2 separate regions of the Callithrix jacchus genome follow, and region 1 is linked to region 2. Evidence: chromatin contacts called from public Hi-C data. All regions are on one chromosome and are shown on one strand. The core of a region is the stretch at or near the end of the contact, and the rest is flanking DNA. Distances in the headings are between cores, read along the strand shown. Region 1 overlaps KIAA2012 (KIAA2012 ortholog). Region 2 overlaps CDK15 (cyclin dependent kinase 15).

Evidence for each region. Hi-C and Micro-C count contacts between places; a contact is called where the count stands out from the background.
Region 1: a contact with region 2 is called in a Hi-C map of skeletal muscle, with 6 times the contacts expected there. The contact joins two enhancer-like sites. A contact is called at or near these places in 2 of 3 Hi-C or Micro-C datasets (both in skeletal muscle).

The regions. Positions count from the first base shown.
Region 1 is chr6:123,345,521-123,349,647 of calJac240_pri, forward strand. All of the region lies in intron 14 of KIAA2012 (KIAA2012 ortholog), which reads left to right. Among named protein-coding and RNA genes, the nearest start is that of SUMO1, 68 kb to the right of the region's middle. Within about 2 kb of position 1,956, at least 3 of the 16 cell types and tissues checked have an H3K27ac peak or open chromatin away from gene starts, as enhancers often do. A contact at or near this core is called in skeletal muscle, where this site is marked.
Region 2 is chr6:123,023,457-123,027,043 of calJac240_pri, forward strand. CDK15 (cyclin dependent kinase 15) reads left to right here. Exons shown (of 15, transcript XR_013519036.1): 10 at 1,675-1,738. Among named protein-coding and RNA genes, the nearest start is that of CDK15, 50 kb to the left of the region's middle. Within about 2 kb of position 1,670, at least 2 of the 16 cell types and tissues checked have an H3K27ac peak or open chromatin away from gene starts, as enhancers often do. A contact at or near this core is called in skeletal muscle, where this site is marked.

The sequences.
Region 1 (4,127 bases), core at 706-3,205, 320 kb after region 2:
ACCTACCTAGAGCCATTCTAGCTAGCACCTAGGAGCTAATTAGGAATGAGAATCTGGGGTCTCACCCCAGTCCTACCTGTGTTATAACAAGGTCCTCAAGTGATTCATATGCCCGTTGATATCTGGGAAACACTGGAATCCATTCATTGAGGAAACTAGGTTTCAGATTCAAAAGACATGGATGCATTTACCAGCTGTGCTTTTGATTAAGTCTGTAGTTCAGGGAAGGGCAGGTCACTTATCTGGGCCTTGGTCTCCCTTCCCATAAACCAAAGAGGTCGGGATGGATCATCTCTGGGGCCCCATCCCATTCTCATGCTCTGGGCATCTATGAGTCACTCAGGCTTGCACAGTGATAGGCTGCAGATCCAGGACTGGAGCCAGGCCTCCTTCCCAACCTCATCCCCCACCCCTACTTCCAGGAAAGGCTGGCCTGCCACCTTCACTGTGCCTTACATGAATCTCTGCTACCACCCAGCCTCCCTCAGGTGACAGTCTGGGAGAAGGCCATCCCTGTGCATTTGTAGGCCCTGGGTTGTACAGCAACAAGTGAGTGACAGCTCAACAGGTCAATATGGGAGCACTGCTTTGCATGGTGCTCCTGCATGGCATGAGGCCTCCATAAACCCCTGGGCCTCTGGAGGCTTCCACTTCCTGACCTGAAAATAACAAAACTGAACTTCCAATCTCTGTCTTTCACTTTCTGTGACTCAGTGACTTTGGAACTGTTTCTGGTAAGGGGAAAAGCAGAATCTACAGTGCTACCACTGAGATAGCTCCACGGTTCCGCCTCCAGGTTCAGGCTTTAAGTCTTTCACCACTGACGACATAAATGGAAGCTTCCATTATTCACTCAGCATACGCTTGCTGGTCCCTAAGTTTCACACCTTCTGTGGTTGGATAAAACACACTCCTTATTGCAGCTCCCACTTCGGTGCAGAAAACTGATATGCATGCACACAGCTCCAGTGAGTGCAATGCGATCAGTGCTCTAAGAGAATACAGGAAGGACAACTGATCCGGACTGGGCAGAAGTGATAGGGAGAAATCAGGTAGGGCTTCCTGAAGGAGGTGATGGCTGAGATGAAGGAAGGCGTTTACTGAACCTAGACTGCATTCACCCATTTGTGATGAAGACATCAAGAGAGACAGCAGTTCATACTCTCTGTGTGCCAGACACTAGGCTATGCATTTTCTATAAAGTGCTTCATTTAACTTTTATATCAATCCTGTACAGAAGCAGCCCTTGTTATCCCTACTTGTCAGATGAGACAACTGAGGCACAGAGTAGTTAGGTCCCACATCCTTGACAGCAGAGCTGGGTAATAATGAGGCTGACCTCCCCAGGCTTTGTCTGCATAGATTAATTCTGGATGTTAACAGCTATCAAAAAGACGGTTTGCCTCCCCGCCCCCGCAGGAAAAAACAACAAGGTCCAGGGAAAATAGAGATCTAAAGAAATACTACACACGCGCGCGCGCGCGCACATACACAGACACATATACACATATGTACAGACACCCATAACATACATACACATATACACACAGACACACATGCACGGACTCTCTCTCTCTCTCTCTCTCTCTCTCTCTCTCTCTCTCCCCCTCTCTCTCTCTCTCTCTCTCTCTCTCGAAATCTGAATGAAAAGATTCTTTTTTCTTTTGGGGGGGAGGAAGGGAGGAAGGCAGGAAGGGAGGGAAGGAGGAAGGGAGGAAGGCAGGAAGGGAGGGAAGGAGGAAGGGAGGGAGGAAGGAAGGGATGAAGGAAGGAAGCGGGGAGGGAGGGAGGGAAAGGAAGGAAGGAAATCAAGCAATGAGAGAGACTGAAAAGATTCTTCAAGCAGTTTTTTAAAGGAAAAAAAAAAGGTATGGCCAATCGGGAAGGGGACGAAGTGGCCCAGCAGTGTGGCATCTGCGCCTCCACGGCGGCAGGGCCCACAGCAGGCGCGCAGGGAGCAGCCCCTTTCGGGCCGGCGGCGTCTGTGGCTTCAGTAGCGCCGCTCGGGACCCCGTGGCGTTGGAGAGGCTCCTGCCTAGCGCCTCTCCGCTGTGAGAGGTCGTCCCCGCCTCACAAAAGGAGCTCCTTGCCGGTGAGCTCGAGACTCCAGGCGGGCTCTCCCCGAAGGGTCGCTTCTCCGGGTGTGTCGCCTCCTTTCGTCTTTTCTTTTCCTCTCTGTGGTGGCTTGTGATGTCTCTAACGCTGGGGCCTCCTGTGGATTCCATCCCGAGGTGGAGACTGACAGAGCTAGAAGGTCTAAACATCTGAAAAACAGGCTCGCACAGTCCCTGGGGGAAGGCCAGGAGGCAGGCAAACCTCTGGAGTGCCACCCAAACAATTTGGACTTTTTAATTGATACCGTTTTATTTTGGCTAGTTTTCCACTTAGGGGTGGAAACAAGGGAAGTAATTTTTAGCATTTACTTTTTTTTTTTTTTTCTGAGACAGAGTCTAACTCTGTTTCCCAGTCCTGAGTGCAGTGACACCATCTCAGCTCATTGCAACCTCTGCATCCCGAGTTCAAGCGATTCTCCCACTTCAGCTTCCTGAGCAGCTGGACGATAGGCGCCCGCCACCAGGCCCTGCTAATTTTTGTATTTTAATAGAGACAGGTTTTCACCATGTTAGCCAGGCTAGTCTCAACTCCTGACCTCAGGTGATCCGCCTGCCTGGGCCCCACAAACTGTTGGGATTACAGGCATGAGCCTGTATTTCAAAGTTCTCCTTCATAGTGAAGGAGGAGGAAGTGGGAAGCTGTGCATCCTTAAGAATGTTTCTGGCTTACTCTACTCAGCCCAGACGGAAGAAGTCCCCCAGGAAGAACCCCAGAGTCCCAGAGAACAACAGTCATCCCTTGATTCTGAAAATTCTCTTCACCTTCCAGGAAGAAAAACTCATTTATAACAAGATACCTAAATTTGTCAAAACCAAAAAGCAACTAAAACTAGAGATAAGGAAAACATAAGAAAGGAAAATTATTGGCCAGGCATGGTGGCTTACGCCTGTAATCCCAGCACTTTGGGAGGCCAAGGCACTGCAACCTTCGCCTCAGGATCACCTGAGGTCAGAAGTTCAAGATCAGCCTGACCAATATGGAGAAACCCCAACTCAACTAAAAATATAAAATTAGCCAGGCATGGTAGTGCATGCCTGTAATCCCAGTTACTTGGGAAGCTGAGGCAGAAGAATCACTTGAACCCAAAAGATGGAGGTTGTGGTGAGCCAAGATCAAGCCATTGCATCTAGCCCGGGCAACAAGAGTGAAACTCCGCCTCAAAAAAAAAAAAGGAAAATTATAGACCAATCTCACTTCTGATCAAACATACAAAAGTCTGAAATAAACTATTAACTGATCAAATTCTTAAGCTTATATTTTTAAACGTATTAACAATACACATAACTGAATTTGGTTTATCACAGGAATTCAAAGAAGGCCTCACATATGAAAATATGTTTATAATCCACATCAAGAGGTTAATGGGGAAAAGACTTAGGATCATCTCAATAGATGCAAAAGGAAAAAATTAAATTCACCCATTCCGAATTAAAACTTATCAGACTAAGAATAGAAGAGGGCTTCCTGATTTTGACAAAGAGTATCCATAAAAAACATACGGTAAACATCACACTTGAACATTAGAACTTGAGAATCTTTTTTTTTTTTTGAGACACTATTTTGCTCTTGTCATCCAGGCTGAAGTGCAATGGCATGATCTCAGCTCACTGCAACCTCTGCCTCCCAGGTTCAAGTGATTCTCCTGCCTCGGCCTCCCAAGTTCCTGGTATCCCTGGCTAATTTTTTGTATTTAGTAGAGATGGGGTTTCACCATGTTAGTCAAGGTGGTCTCAAACTCCTGACCCCAGATGATCCACCCACCTCGGCCTCCCAAAGTGCTGGGATTACAGGCATGTGCCACCACACCTGGCCGAGAAGCATTCTCTTTAGAGACAGGACTGGGACAAGGATGTCTTCTATCACTGATTCTATTCAACACTGTTCTAGCAATCCTAGCCAGAACAGTAAAGAAACCAAAGAAAGGAAAGATGAAAAGATAGGAAGGAGGAAAATGACATGGGTATTATTTCCAGACTATATTATTACTTAAGTGGAAAATTCAAGGGACTCTA
Region 2 (3,587 bases), core at 420-2,919:
TTTTAAAATCTCAAGCTTAAAGCTTTGGAATATAAGATTAAAAAAATTTTTTTAGTATCCATTTTGTTGGCTTTAAACATCACACAAAGTAACCAACAGTCTGTAACTTTCACCTTAGAGAAAACATGATAGTGGTTGTTATGTATTTCCTGTATTGTTTTCTCTTCACTATCTTTGCTTTCTTTTCATTGCACTTTGCCAGCCAACGGAGGATGTATAAGTACATGTGACTCACACCCACTTGTTTACACATGCATCTCTGCGAATACATAAGACAGTAGGTTAAAAAAGAAGAATTAGCTTCCCATCCCCTGGCCCTCTCCCACAAAAGAAGAATTAGTCCAGTCGGTGTTTCAGAATGGATTCCAGGATTCTTAGTGTTCCCTCGGGCTCAGAGTGGTTGATAGGAAAAGCCTATAATCCTCTCTGTCGCTTTTCAGTTTGTTTAGGGAATGGATCAAAGAAGGATGATTTTACTGGGTGGCATGATTTTTTTATTATATGAGGGAAAATAGCACTTCAGTGTCTTTTGTTTGAAGACAAGCTTTATAGAATCCAAAAAGTATACCTCTCAGCCAGAGTCCTAGTCAATAAGCTGATAGATATTAAGATTCTGAATTCTTCATTGATTATATTCAGTCATTGTTGGGCAGTTGACTCCCTCCCCTAATAATTGCACCAGTATCTATAACCAGCATTTTACAGATGGATTTTCTAGACTCTTTCTGTAAGAGATGTTTCTAAAAAGAGTTATAGTGAGATATGCTTCTATAATGAAAACTACTAGTGTTTTACTAATATTTCACAAAAACAATGTTACTCTGGCTCCCATATATAACTGCCTATGGGTTTTTATGATTATTTTAAAAGAATGGTAAGGTAATGCCTACAGGGGAACTCATGGTGACAGCTCCATCCAAAGTCTGAGCTATTTTGGCTTTGTACTCCAAGACTTTATTTTCATAAATCTTAACTAAAATCTAGAGCTTTAACTTGGTAATTCAAAGCATAGGGACAGCTCTTTTTCAAGTGATGTTCTTCCCATGACAATCCATCAGTGAGAAACCAAATACCATATTCCAAGCTGCTGGTCACGAGAAAACAAGCAGATGAGATGAATGTGATAGAAAGGACTAGAGTTAGTTTTGAGGTCATCTTTAGCCAACATTCCATTGCCTGAAGGTCAGTAATCTGAATCCTTTCCATTTGAGCACATCGGGGAACAGCTGAATACCCACGCTGAGGCATAATTTTAGCTGTCAGTGTCTCCTGTCAATATACATATGGTCATCTAACATAAGGCAAAGAGACAGGCACTCCTGCTTCTTTATATTCCTGACTCCCAACATGGTGTCCTAATGAATGACGATCATGCAGTAAATGTTTAGTGATGAGAACATGACTTTAAGCAAGGCTGTAGGATTTGCCTCAGACAAGTCAGTCAGTAAGAAGGCAGGCCTGGAATCATAGAAATGTATTACAGTTTTGCCCAAGAAACCACGAATGTTGGAAACCCTAAAGTTTCTTTCTTACATACATCAGCTGGTTTCATGCAATGGGGCAGATATCTGACTCTTCTCTGTTCTTCCCTGATCTATCCTGCATGTCTCTACACCTCCTCCATCCCCCTTATCTCCCCCTCACCTTTCTTTTTCTTTGTTTGGCTCTATATAGGTGTTGGGAGTCCCTACAGAGGACACTTGGCCGGGAGTCTCCAAGCTACCCAACTACAATCCAGGTAATATTGATCTGAGCTTCTGAAGACTGAGTATTAGTAATGTAAGGAAGGAGAGCACTGGCCATGCTAACAGGGTGTTCTTCTTATATTACGAAACTGGCAGCACAGATGGGTCTTGATGAATTTCTACATTCATATATCCCCTGATTAATCTTTGTATGACGAAGACACTGAAATAGTAGTTGATGTTAGAGCAGTTCCCCAGCTCTATAAAACACAAGCAGCAAGCAGAACAGAATTTGAAATGACTATTACTGCAGATTCCACATCCATTGTCAAACACCCAATGGCTCAAAAGAACAACTCAAAAGATGGCTCACCTTTGCACCCCTGACTCTCATAAGTTTATTGATTAGATTGTTAAATTTCATATATTTAAAAAGAAAGCTAATGCAACAGAATAGAGGTAGAGGCTCATTAGGCCTAGGACATGCCAGGTAAGCTGTCTCTAGATTATATTTACTAAGTGTTCATTCATTGCCTCTAAACCTGACACTTGGTCATTTTCTCTCACACATTTGGTCTTTCAAGACTGGCTTCTGGGATAAATTTAGAAGTCAACCATGGGGGAATTCTTTGAGAAGTTTTCTCAAGGCCACATCGAAGGAATGAGGTTAGTCACCTCAAGGATGTTGAGACAGAAGGGAGGAGACAGACACTGAACTACAGAATGAAGGATCACATCAGAAGCTGGAGAAACAAATAAAGACTATGCTGAAGCTGAGCTCTCACTGGCAGGATGAAAAGGGAGGTAGACAGGTACAGAGAAGGACAAGATTAGGGTGGATATGCTCAAAACTAGATTTTCGGCGGGATCTTGGCTCACTGTAACCTCTGCCTCCTGGGTTCAAGCAATTCTCCTGCCTCAGCCCTGTGAGCACCTGCCACCATGCCCAACTAATTTTTTTGTGCTTTTAATAGAGATGGGGTTTCACTCTGTTGGCCAGGCTAGTCTCAAACTCCTAACCTCAGGTGATCCACCTGCTTCAGCTTCCGCACTCAGCCTGTTGTCCTTACTAAATTTAGAATGATATTATCCTAAAAGGGTTTCATGAGAGCAAGAAATTGTAGCTAGAGTTAAAATGTGATTAAAGAAGAAGATAGAAGACATAGGGAGCTGGGCCTTTTTTTCTTCTTTTCTTTGGCATCCAATACTTTTGTTCAAACAGCTATCCATAGGGATCAGGCATCTTGAACCATCAGGATTATGGAAGCCCTACAGCAAGCTAAAGACTACCTGTAAAGTCCTTTCAGCTGCTTTGTGAATAGCCATATCCATTGCTAAAAGGCCTTAAAATCATTTGCAAATGGTTTATGATTTCTAACCATTTTGCTAGAGTGTAGAATCTGAGAAAAATGCCACTCTCTGGTCACAGGGCTTGGAATAGTGCCTGTTACCATTGGTCTGAGATAGAGAAAAAAGAACAAGCTTCTTGTAGAGCCATGGTCCAGCCTGCAAATTGGTCCTATCTCCAGTTGCCATGGTTTCCAGTAGAACTTGGGTCTCACCTTTTCCTACCCTGCTTGTACTTCTCCCTGTCCACGCTGTTCTCTTTTCCCTCAGCTAACTGAGGATGCCAGCAGAAGTGTAGAGTCGCAGATGGATTACAGGAAACAATTTGGATGATGCCAATACAAAACTACTGTGGTGGGCATATGTTACTCCCCAAACTTCAGACATTTGGGTTTCAGGTTGGCCCAGGCAAACAACAGTGATCCTTAATACAAAATGTCTTGGTGAGAGCAATAATCATAGAAACTTGGCCAAAGTGCTTCCCTGCCAGACTGTGTGCTTAATAAGATAACTAGGTTCCAGCAAAACAGAGAAAATATGTTGCTTTTTTTTTCA